Regions from separate parts of the Rattus norvegicus genome. Here region 1 is linked to region 2. Evidence: chromatin contacts called from public Hi-C data. All regions are on one chromosome and are shown on one strand. The core of a region is the stretch at or near the end of the contact, and the rest is flanking DNA. Distances in the headings are between cores, read along the strand shown.

Region 1 (5,761 bases), core at 784-3,283, 110 kb after region 2:
AGGTAGCTGTCAAGTGTTTCCTCCGTTGCTCGTATCCCTCGTATTTGTGATTTAGGGCAGTCTCTTGAACCTGGAGCTGAGCAGTCGGCCGTGCTGGCTTGCGGTCAGCTGCTCCACAGACCGGCTTGTCTCAGCATCCAATGCTGTTGGTTACAGCTGTGGCCGCCATGGCCACTTTCATGTGGGAGCTGGGGATCTGAACTCAGGTCCTCGTGCTCTCGTGCAGCAAGCACTGCCCCACTGAGCCCTGCCCAGCCCTTCTCTCGAGTTTCCTAAGCTCTTTTCCTTTTTCTTCATCTTACCACCATTTTAAGACAAGGTCAAGATGTATTACTGTGAATTTGTATTAGAATTGTTGAGAATAGGCTGATTGCCACTCTGGGTTTTACTCTATTCTCAGTTTTCATAAACTCCAGCATAAAGGTTTTACTAATTCCTCATGGCCTTGCAGCAGAGTACCTTGGTCTCGTGTCCATTGGCACTGAGATCAGAGTCTCAGACATCCTGCTCCCCTGAGAAGCCATCTTGTCTCTGCTGCTCTGAGGGTCTGAGCCGTGCTCCTGGGGCACTCACATAGAAATGGAGGTTGGGTGGGGGGTGGCGGCGTCCATACCAGTGTGGCGCTTGTTACGTTTGCGTGCTCAGTACTGCTTGAAAGGAATCAAATGATTTCTCTGAAGTTTGTATTTATCAGGACTTTTACCAGGCAGTGCCTGGGAATTCCGATGTGCGGTGGTGGAACGTGTGCTGGGGATGTGGGCCGCGTGTACCTGTGCTGTCTGTTCTCTGTCTCCCTAGTAGTTTGCTTGCTTGTGAGTAGTTATGGCTCCCTGCCCTGCAGGACCCTGCGATTCTCATCCTGGAAACTTGAAGGACCTTTTCCCCGGCTGTGAGAAACTTAGATGCACAGGCTGATTCCTTCCTGCCTCAGTTGGACCTTGCTTGCCCTGGGAGAAAGGAGCAGGCCAAGACCATAAAGCTCAGCTGCACCTGGCTAGCCCTTCAACCCCTCAGAGCGAAGAACGAACGCTAGAGGGGCAGCTCGGCCCTGAAGAGCACCCACTGCTCTCCCAGGAGGACCCAGCGTGTACACGGGGCAGCTCACAGCCCTCCGTGACTCCAGGAGGGGATTCCATTCCGTCTTCGGGTGTTTGAGGGCACCTGGACAATGTGTCGCATCCACAGACACAGAACGACTTTTTTTTTATGATGAATATTCAGGAACTGTTTGTATTTGCGCTTGCCTAAATTTCAAGTGGGTAAAAAGCATCAGTCAGAAGCGTCAAAGACGGTTTTATAAAGGCTGCCCGTGGAATTTTTATAAGTCAGTGACTGCTCTGAGTCAGGCGGCCCCCACCCAGTGCTTGCCATTTGGAGTGCTAATTATTATTATTATTTTGCTGATTTGCCTCATGAATGTGCACACATGCGCACTAATTCTGGTTCCATGCAAACATTCCATGACAGCCCTTTCTGTGTGTGACTTTAAGGTACCATTTCTAGCCCCAGTTAAAACTGTAGAACCTTGCTGTTCACTTGAGCTGTGGTTTGGCTGGCTTTAGCCGTTGTCACTTACTACGCTAATTAACAGCCACACCTCCAGCACCTTAGAGCTAGCGGACAGCATCCTCTTCTCCTGAAGCCCTTGGAGCCCAGGCTACAGGCACGCAGGGAAGGGTCTTGCTGACCAGGCCTCCGTTTTGAATCTCTGGGCCTGCTCTGTAAGTTTGAGTCACTGCCCACAGAGTTTGTGACCTTGTCCCTGTCTGGAAAGAGTGTCTGTGGCAAGGCTCTTCTCACGGGTGTAAGGCTCCTTAGGGTGCAGGCCTGCTTGAGGCTTGCGACAAGATTCTTCATCATTTCTGGTGTTTTCCTGAGGCTGTCCAAAAATCTTCTAAGTAAACACTTCACATCAATCAACCAGAATTATTGTCTTCTTGGTCGCTAGCGGCTGTGTGTGTGTGTGTGTGTAGGGGCTTGGGGGAGGGACTGGTGGTTGAGTGTGCTCGCTGTTCTGCCCTGGAGGGTGCTGAGTCAGTGCGTGGAAAGTAATGTGATCACTTGACCCCGGGACTGTGCTTTCTCTTGTAACAGTGTCCAACCCAGGGTCCAGGACAGCTGTGGATGCAGCCCAGCACAAAATTGTACTGAGGGTTTCTGTGTGATTATTTTCCTCCTTGTAATTTGATTTAATGGCTCTGGAGAATAAAATTTATAGACTTTGCGGATGTCAAAGGGATGGGCACACCTGCTAGAATGTTCCGTGCTGACTAATTCTTAGTGGATTTCCCCTTGGTCTTTTGAGACAAGGTCTGGGAGACAGATGTGTATCTACTAAGTACTTTTCTGAGTACCAAACATGTAACAGACTTTCATATGTAGGCTAGAAACACAGCTCACTCATCAAGGAGGGCAAAACTGCTTTGGCTGTGTTTTAGGAAGCAGACACATGCGCAGAAGAGATTGCATGCTACCTGGTGATCATTGGGGTGATTGAAAGTGAGCATGGAAGACAGGCGTGTTGGACAGATTACTGTTATGGTGGCTGTATGGACAGACACAGTGGGTGTGTGGACAGCAGTGTTTCACTGGGAGTGTGGACAGCAGTGTTTCACTGGGAGTGTGGACAGCAGTGTTACACTGGGAGTGTGGACAGACACTTACAACGGGAGTGCTGGAAGGAACCTGGTAGTCTCAAGTGGATGTTCTAAGATTGTTGGATTCTCTTCCCATTTCTGCTCTTATCAGGAGGCCCAGGAAGATCCTTCTCAGCTTTGAAGTGTCCTTCCCCATGGCCTCCTGGGGCCCTGGAGCAGTGTGGAATGAGTTTGGACTTGCAGTCGGCGTAGGCTGGAGTTTTAAAAGTGCACGAGGGTATAAGTTCGCATCTGCATTTCCCTACAAAAGTCTGAGCCTATGGACCATGAACTTGCTAAACCTGGCTGTGCTTTGTTTGTGCAGACGTCTGTTTTAGCTGTTGCCCTATACACAAGGAATCTGGGGCAGCACCGGCCTTTACAATAACATAGCTGCTTTGGAAGCTGCTTCTGTGTTTCCTCATTTAGCACCAAAAACATTTGACACCCAATACGTGCAAACACTTATGTAATGCACGCAGGAAAGTCTGGGAATCGCAGAAAGTTAATGCATGTCGGGGAGCGCGCATTGCTTTATGGAAAGGCTGATAGAATGCGATTATTCACCAACCATATATGTTTACTAAAGTCATTATCATAAGCAAGGCCTATTAAATGCTCTCCTATGCTCTCCACTAAGTGTCTGATGACTGTTTATTTTTGTCGGTGTGAATATTAAAGAAAAGCTAAGCAGAAGCAATCTTAATATCTTGTTGATTACGTTCCAGAATAAAAACGGCAGAACATTAAGCCTGCACGCCATTTGCTATAATTACTCCGAGTGGGATGTTGCTGGAGCTGTCAGGCTGTGATTGAGGCTCACTGATGGTTGGCACCAGCTGCGTGCATTAATTGTCTGCAGCAAGCGCACCCCACATTCACTCGCCATTTGGAGACACACGCTTTCCTGTTCACCGCGCTGTAAAGCATCTCACGAATGAGTGAGGAGGGACGCCGCCTGCTCCCAGATTTAGCTGTCACCTCCTGTCCACAGAGTCCATTCACTCAGCCCCACACAGCTCTGTGGATGTGAGCTCCCTGTGCGGCCAAGCATCTGGAGGGGCACTGGGGTTTATTTCGGAGACCTTCGGCAGCCTGTTTCTGATAAGGTTTAGGGGCTCTGACCGTTTAACTCTTCCTAGGCACAGGGATTCTAACATCACATTAGACGTTTTAATAAGGCAGTCCGACAGTGAAGCGCCTGTTTTCTTTTCCACTCAGCTTCCAAGTGGGCTTTTCCATAGATATTTAATCCTTGCAAAATGTCGGTATTTCCAGAAGCACCGAGACACATCCATTTTCGTTAAATGATGACTCCCAGTTTGCAAGTTCATTCGGACTGTGCCCAGGTGTTTGTGTGGGTGAGTCACTGTGGCGTTTGATGGGCAGGTACCTCATAGAGCGGCATGCAGGTTGTGCCATTCTGTCGGGTACAGCTCTAACGCTTATTTACCACAGGCGGAACCGAGCAAAGATTCCAAGTGTTCATTTATACTTTCTGCCTAATGGGATGTCTGTTTTAAATCGTAAGGCAACCCAAATAACGTGACTGTGGCTTCCCAGTGCTTATGCTGGGAAGTATCTCAGGGTTATTGTCTGGTGACTCCTGAAGCTCCCTAGCTGCTGTTTGGAGCCCGAACCTGTCATGTCTCCTGAAAGCAGTTTCCCTAGGGCACAGAGCCCAACTGAGTCCTCACACTGGCAAAGAGCCAGGTGTGCACGTGTGAGTGAGTGTGTGCTCCTCTGTCTTGGCCCCTGGACCTTCCAGTGGGAGGCGCAGTGTTGGCAGAGGTCTGCTGGGTGCTGTGAAACTCCCATGAGCTCTGTCACTTCAGAAGCCCCTCCTCGGTTCTGAGGGCCTTCCATAAGTCCTCTTTTCCTTGGGCTAAGCAAAGTCAATCGTAGTTGCTCAAACACCTTTGAAAGAATGTAATTGGTTTAAGAAGTGTGTGCTGGGTTGGGGATTTAGCTCAGTGGTAGAGCGCTTGCCTAGGAAGCGCAAGGCCCTGGGTTCGGTCCCCAGCTCCGAAAAAAAGAACCAAAAAAAAAAAAAAAAAGATTTAAAAAAGAAGTATGTGCTTCCCAAAGCCGGAGTGTGATGTATGTACCTATAATCCTGATACCCAGGCTGCACACACTGTGAGTTCCGGGCCGGCCTGAGCTACCTAGCCAGACTCTGCTTCGTTTTACATTGTACTTATTTTATTGTTGTTTGAGGTATTCAGGAATGCATACGTATAAATGCGTACGTGTCCATCAATTTCCCTCCCTCCCAATTCTTCCCCTGCCACCAACATTTTTCTCTCCCAACATCATATCCTCTTTTAGTGTAAAAAACCTACTAAGCACACTGTTTAGACGTGTGTGGGTGTGGGGATGTCATCTGCCGGAGCCTGGGCAGCTTCTCCTGAAGAGAGTGGACTTCTCCCAGCAGCCAGCAGTTGCCAGTAGCTCCTCAGCTGGGGGAGGGGCATCATGAGCCCCTCCCCTTCCATGTTGGGATTCTGGCTGGCTTGGACTGAAACACAGACCGTGTCCCAAAACACACAAAGCCACGGACCATCCTTTCAGAGTCTAATACCAACCAAGTCTTGATTTTATCGCACATGGTCTCCTGGCAGACGTGATGGCCTGGTGCTGCCCCGGGGCCTGGTCTTCCAGCCAGGTGCTCACCGCCATGCTCTGTAGCTTGGGTTTGGAGGTTGGTTTTGTGAGGTCTGCCTAGTGCTGTCTCCCAGCGCCTCAGTATGAGAAGCTACAGCAGGTCCCCAAATCTGAGCTGCGTTTGGTGAGCAGGCAGGCAAACTCTCAGAGCAGGGCTTACCCTGAATTCTTATGTAGTGAAATATCATTCAAATAAGCCCAGCGTCCTGCCGCTCCTGTTTTATTTAAGGTGGCCCTGTCCAGGCGAGAAGGAGAATAGACTATTACAGCATTACCTTTTGAAATCCATTCAGAGTAGAATCCCTCTGAAGGCTTGAAAGGAAGCGAACCGTGCTTGTTTGAGTGTGAGCTAAAGTGGAGAGTGTTCATTCGCACGGAGGACTCGGCACGCACACAGAGAGAGTGCCTTTCTCTGTCAAGTCTTTCTACCTTGGATGGATCCCGCCGGCAGGCATTTAGCC
Region 2 (6,004 bases), core at 1,552-4,051:
TCCCTTCTCTCTTAGCTTGGACAGAGCTATTTCACCTTCTGGCTCCTGTGCGATAAAACCATCCCTTCTCTAGGGTATGTGACCCTCTTTTATTACCCAGTTTCCTCCCCCCAAAAAAACAGAACCACCGAATCAGCGTTTGGAGAATTAAGCCAGGCATATTTTGTGTTAAGTGTGGATGAAGGAACCACAAAAGCAAGAGCCTGGCAGGAGTGGAGGGGGAGGGGCTGGGGGACAGCAGCAGTCTCAGACCCTACTCCTCCGGCAGGAAAGGAGTCAATGTTTGGTGGGATAAAGGATTTCAAAAGTCAAAGCTGAAGTGCCACCCTAGACCACCAGCCCATCCTGTGAAGAACTGAGAACAAACCATGCAAACGACCAACCTACAGGTCTCTAGGAACCATTTGATCTGCTCTGCAGATTTTAATTAAAAGATATAGGATGGAGCAGAGCAGTGGGAACGCCCACCATTAAGTCCAGCACTTGGGAGGCAGAGGCAGGCAGACCTCTGTGAGCTCAAGGCCAGCCTGATTTACAGACAGCCAAGGCTACCCAGAGAAACTCTGTCCTGAAAAAATAAAATACAGATTCAAAAAGAAGATACAAGGTGAGGCTAAAGAGGTGGCGTACCAGGTAAGGGTACCGACTGCTCTCCCGCAGGACCTGGGGTTTAATTATCAGACCCACATGACAGCTCCCAACCAGCTGTAACTCCAGTCCCAGGGGATCGGATGCCCTCCTATGGCTTCTGTAGGCACCAGGCACACATGCGGTACATAAACACACATGCAGGCAATACACTCGTATGCATAAAATAAAAATAAATAGAACTTTTAAAAAAATAAAAATGAAAGGTACTAGATGGTCAATAAACACAGTACGGTGGGAGGTAGGAAGCTTTTCCATTGGCCATGGCCACCAAATAAGTGGTGTGGTCATCAAAGGGTGCACAGCAAATGAAATTTTTCCACAGAGAAATTTAGAAGTCTGGGTCCCAATGCAGAGACACAGAGCTGAAGACTTGTCATTAGCCTGTCACTCGTCCCTGTGACGGTCCTTCCAGCCATATCCACAAGACTTCAATTTTCCATCTCTAGAGTCCAGCCAGATAAGTCCTGGACCAACTCATTCATTCAGCCAGCCAGTCATTTGGTCATTCATCCAGTCATCCAGTCAGTCAGTCAGTCAGTCAGTCTGTCAGTCAGTCAGTCGGCCATAAACAGTCTCACGTGGCCGGGGCTGACATTATAGCTGAAAATGACTTTGAATTTCTGATCTTGCTGCCTGTACCCTCTGAGTGCTCGGATGACAGACACGCACCATTGTGTCTGTTTCATATGCTTCTGGGAGTTGGACCCAGGCCTTCACGACTGATAGGCAAGCGCCTTACCAACTGAGTCACAATTAGCCCAGTGCTTTACATATTTTTAAATATATTACATTTATTATTTATATTTTTTATGATGCATTACGTGTGTGCATCCACTCAAACCCACACCATGGTTGGTGCACATATGGAGGTCACAGGGACAACTTTAAGGTCTCAGTTGTCCCCTTCCACCATTTGAATCCTAGAGCTCAAACACAGGTGTCAGGCTTGGTGGCAAGTTCCTTTTCCCACTAAGCCATCTCATTGTAAAAGAAAATCAATCCCTTGCCAACATGGAAAAGCAGAATCTTTCTCTCTCTCTCTCTCTCTCTCTCTCTCTCTCTCTCTCTCTCTCTCACACACACACACACACACACACACACACTTACACACATACACACACACTTACACACATACATACACACTCACACACACTCACACACATGCACACTCTCACACACACACACAAACCCACTCACACACACACTTACACTCACATACATGCACACACACACACTCACACACATACATACACACTCACGCACACACTCACATACACTCACACACTCTCTCTCTCTCTCTCTCACACACACACACACACACACACACACACACACACACAGGTATTTTTAATGTCAACTTTTGAAAACTCGGAGCCATGGCCCCCCTGATCTGATACGGTAACGGTGGTGTCAGAGTCCACAGGTGGCTCACCTTCTGAACCCCCATAAAGTACTAGGTGTATATATCAAGGTCCAAGGCAAGAGCCTCTGGACGCCAGGCTAAAGTCGTGTAACCAGGGTTAGACCTGGGCTCGATGCCCAACGCTGTGAAAGGAAAACCCCTCGGATGCCTAGGTCAGAGTACTCTAGACCCTCTGGCTGGACACGCCCTGAAACTTTTCTCAGAAAGAGCCACATTCTCACCACGCTCTCCTCTCACACCCCTTACATTGGCTGCTCAGAGAGTGCTTCAGAGGTGTATAAGCACAAAAGTGATCACCTCTCCTTGGCTCCTGCATCCAAACCCAATTCCAGCTCTGAAACGAACCAGCCGCTCTGAGTAAGAACGTTTTGAGCTTGACTGCCGTACTTCAGTTAGAGCCCTCCAGCCTTTTCCTATTCAGGAGACCCTACTTACAGCCTGTTCTGGAATTAGCACACTGGCGACCTGGGGAAGGTTCTCCCGTCCCAGGTTTATCTTTCGATTTTCTTCTAGTTCGACTAATTGCAAGCACTTGCCCACTAGGTGGACCCCCAGGGTATAACACCAGACACATCATCCCCCAGGTCCTGAAGACTGAACCTCCAACACTTTGTTGAGCTGCATTTTTAAAGCAGCAGACGGCGCTAACGAGTTGTTTTCCAAGTTGATATCAGAGACATCTTTCACACTTCCTCTGATTTCCAAGTTAGATGGCAAATGACGGAAGCACGAATGTGGTGGAGGCTCAGTGTGGACTGCCCCCCGGGAATGAAGACAGGCATCAGATTTCAAAATTCAGTCGAAAGAACAGCTTCGTGGGTCACAGCCATCCGTTCGTTCCTCCGCTGGCAACCTTGGGTGAGTCAGGCAAGTTCAGTTGGCTTTTTGTGAAAAAAAAAACGTTACTCCTCGATTCTACCTACTCAGGGATCCTATGACATCATTAAATTCCAGAAAAGTGGAACTGATTAACCAAGTCAAGACTCGTTTACATCAAGGCAGTGAGTTCCTCGGAAAAACAAAAACAAAGCAAAAAGTGGAAAGGGGCGGTGTGTTTCCTGAACTGGTCAGGAACCCGCCAAAGGAGATTTACCATATATTGCCTATCTGTGCTGTGGGGGCTTTATTTGGTTACGGGGTATTTTACCAGCTAGACCTCATCGTTAATGCCCTGTGAAGGCGTCCAAAAGTCCAACGGCGAATGGTACTTAAGTCAGTGTGCCTCGGAGATTATCTGTGTAGTTACTGTGTGCCTGGGGTAAATGGAAAGGGATCCACTTAGTGAGATGTTCCGGGTGGGGGCCCGCGCACTCGCTCTTTACTTTGGGGTTTGCTTTCTTAAAAAAAAAAAATGAGAAAGGAGGCGGGGGGGGGGTAGAGTGAGGGAGTCATTCGAGCCCAGATCTCACAGTCCGAGCTCAAGGACCTCGCCACCTGCCACATTCCGTATTTGGGCAAGCGCGTGCGTCACTGTCAGGAATATGGCTCCCTTTGCCAAGGCCGGCACTAATTTTACGTGTCTGTAAACGCGGGGAGTGTTTGCCACGTTCCTTTACAATAGCCAACCTGATGACTGACTTAAGAACACGCCGCCAGATGCCTTGTCTCCCGTTTCCTTATGTCTTTTGTACATCCCAGGAATTGGGGGGCGGGGAGGAGAGCTGGCTGGCTGGCTAGCTGGCCTGTTCACTGGAAGCAGAAACGACAGAGAGCTACCAGCTCAAGATGCTTCGGGGAGTGCCCTCTGTGGCTCGCTCAAGCCTGAGCACCGAAGATGGGTGGGCGTCCCAGCCCGGCGCACCGGGGACCGCGGACCCTCAGGTCCTCGGACACCGTCGCCACTTCCCCACGTGGTCGGGGACGCAGACCGACTAGGTCTAGCCTGGTTTCCCAACCGTGTTACGCAACAACTTTGTAGGGGTCGTCTTCGCCCTAATTGTGTCGGGAGCGCTGTTTGGGTTGCCGTTGCGGCGCGAGAGGAGCGGAACATTTCAGTCGTGGCGCTGCACGGCTGCCGCGCCCCTTTCCCGATCTCAGAGGGACCATGGGCACAAGGAGGCCAAGGTCCCTGCCACGCCCGGGTCCCCATAGCCTTCACCCGGAGTTCTATTGGCAACAGGTAGCCCAGCCGGCTGTGACTCTCCGGGAAACAAAAAAAAAGGTGCTGCACAACCGAGCGAGCGCAGCGACCCGGAGGGCGCTGCCAGTAATGGGCAAAGGGGTCCTGGGCTCCTCCCAGTTGTGCCCTGGTTGCTCCGCGGTGCGTCCCGTTGCGCAACAGAGCTCTCGGAGTGGGTCCCCACGGACAGAGGGTAGCAGCTGCGGCCGCGGCCAGAGAAGGACGCGGACTGGCGGTGGCGCCGCGGCGGAGAAGACGGGGCGGGGCGGGGCGGGGCGGTGGGGAGCCCGCCCCTGTCGGCGCGGCCAGTGGCGGCGGGCCGGGGGCGGGCGCGGGCGCGGCGATTGGGGCGGCGGCCGCCCGTCACGGCGGGGCTGGCGGGCGGCGACGTAGCGCGGCGCTCGGAACTGACCTACTAACACACATCTCTCGGCGCGGCCACGGCGCCCGCGGACCCGGCGCGCCCGCCCGTCTCCCGCGCCGCGCCCTCGCCACCACCCGCTGAGGGCCGGGTGGAGCTCGAATCGCGTCTCGGAGCCGCCAGCCCGGTACCAGCTGCCCTTTCTTTTCTCCTCACGGACTAGGGAGCAGAACCACGGTAAGCGCTCCGCCCACCGGCGGCCCGGGGGGCCCAGCTCCGATCCGTGCCCGCTCTTGGAGCGCGCGGCCGGCTGGCGTGGGGCGCGGGACGCGTGCGGGCGCGGCGCAGGGCTGGCGGGAGGCGGCGAGTGTGCGCGGGGCATGCATTACATAAACTTTTGCTGCCTTGGCAGGAGGGGGACTCGCCACCTTAAGGTAGCTGCTTTGATTGCAGCGCCCTGGCGCCCGCACGTAGCCGGGGCTGCCGCGGGCTCCCTCCTCCTCCCCGCTATTGCATAATGTCTCCGGATTTCAGGAAAATTGATGTTTCGGTGGCGAAGAGCGCGCCGGGGAGGCGGAGTGGAGGCCGATCCTTTTAGCAGCCTGACGTGCCCTGCTCTCCGGGGTCTCTCCGCGCTAGTCCCCAATCCGGGCCGGCCAGTGGGAGGGTTGAGTCTTGGGGAGCCGTCTTGATTTGCTTAGGAGGGTTGGGAGTGCGAACGGTGACGGCAATCGGAGGTGCCTGCGCGGCGTTTGTTTGTGTCAGGCGCTGTGTCGGCACCGACGTTTTCCAACCCGTTTGTCGTCACCGTGTTTTACGAGCCCTCGGGAAGGTGGAGGGATGTGTCCTTTCTTACGTTGCATAATGGGCTAGCGGTGAAACGTGGGCACCGAGGACGAGCTGATGTGAGAATGTGCGCCTATGTGTGCAATGATTTGGTCATTTTAGCGCAGCGTTTGGTGCCTCTGTATCGTCCCAAATAAGCATATTTTAAAAACGAGTCTATGAAATTCATTATTAAGAAAGGAGAAATCCTAGTGTTGGACACTAATGCGCGCGGGAGGGCGAGTTGGGGGGGGGGGCTCCTTAAATGTTCCGAGGTGTTATTTTTAAAACCCGGAGGAGCCATTGTGACGTTTGCCTCCCCACTTTTCCCAACCGTTTCATCAGCTTTTTTTTTCTTCTCACCTTATCGTCATTGGCTTTTTTTTTTTTTTTAATAAAGACACCACAAGACAAATCATTAATAGATTCCTGGAAATGTGAGGTTACGTAACTGCCGAATTTGCTGGCTGTTGAGCATAGAAAGGGAGCTAATTACGTGATTTTATAATCTTGCCACAAAGAAAGTAGGGCAATCTCAGCGTTTAAGAATGTCACAATCAACAGGGGTTTTGTTGGTTCTTTTAAAGGATATTTTAAGCCGGAAAGTGACGACCAACTAAGCTTT

Evidence for each region. A called contact is a pair of places that touch in the nucleus more often than the background predicts.
Region 1: a Hi-C map of the A7r5 cell line shows a contact between it and region 2, with 3 times the contacts expected there. The contact joins the enhancer-like site here to the promoter of Nfil3 in region 2. A contact is called at or near these places in 2 of 12 Hi-C or Micro-C datasets (the A7r5 cell line and kidney).

The regions. Positions count from the first base shown.
Region 1 is chr17:12,541,073-12,546,833 of GRCr8, forward strand. The region is part of intron 6 of Auh (AU RNA binding methylglutaconyl-CoA hydratase); the gene reads left to right. It overlaps LOC134482816 (a long non-coding RNA gene), which reads left to right. Exons shown (of 2, transcript XR_010059387.1): 2 at 1-5,761. Among named protein-coding and RNA genes, the nearest start is that of Auh, 63 kb to the left of the region's middle. Within about 2 kb of position 2,034, at least 18 of the 93 cell types and tissues checked have an H3K27ac peak or open chromatin away from gene starts, as enhancers often do. A contact at or near this core is called in the A7r5 cell line, where this site is marked.
Region 2 is chr17:12,429,575-12,435,578 of GRCr8, forward strand. Nfil3 (nuclear factor, interleukin 3 regulated) reads left to right here and starts at 2,802. Exons shown (of 2, transcript NM_053727.2): 1 at 2,802-2,932. It overlaps LOC108353155 (a long non-coding RNA gene), which reads right to left and starts at 2,513. Exons shown (of 2, transcript XR_005495436.2): 1 at 1-2,513.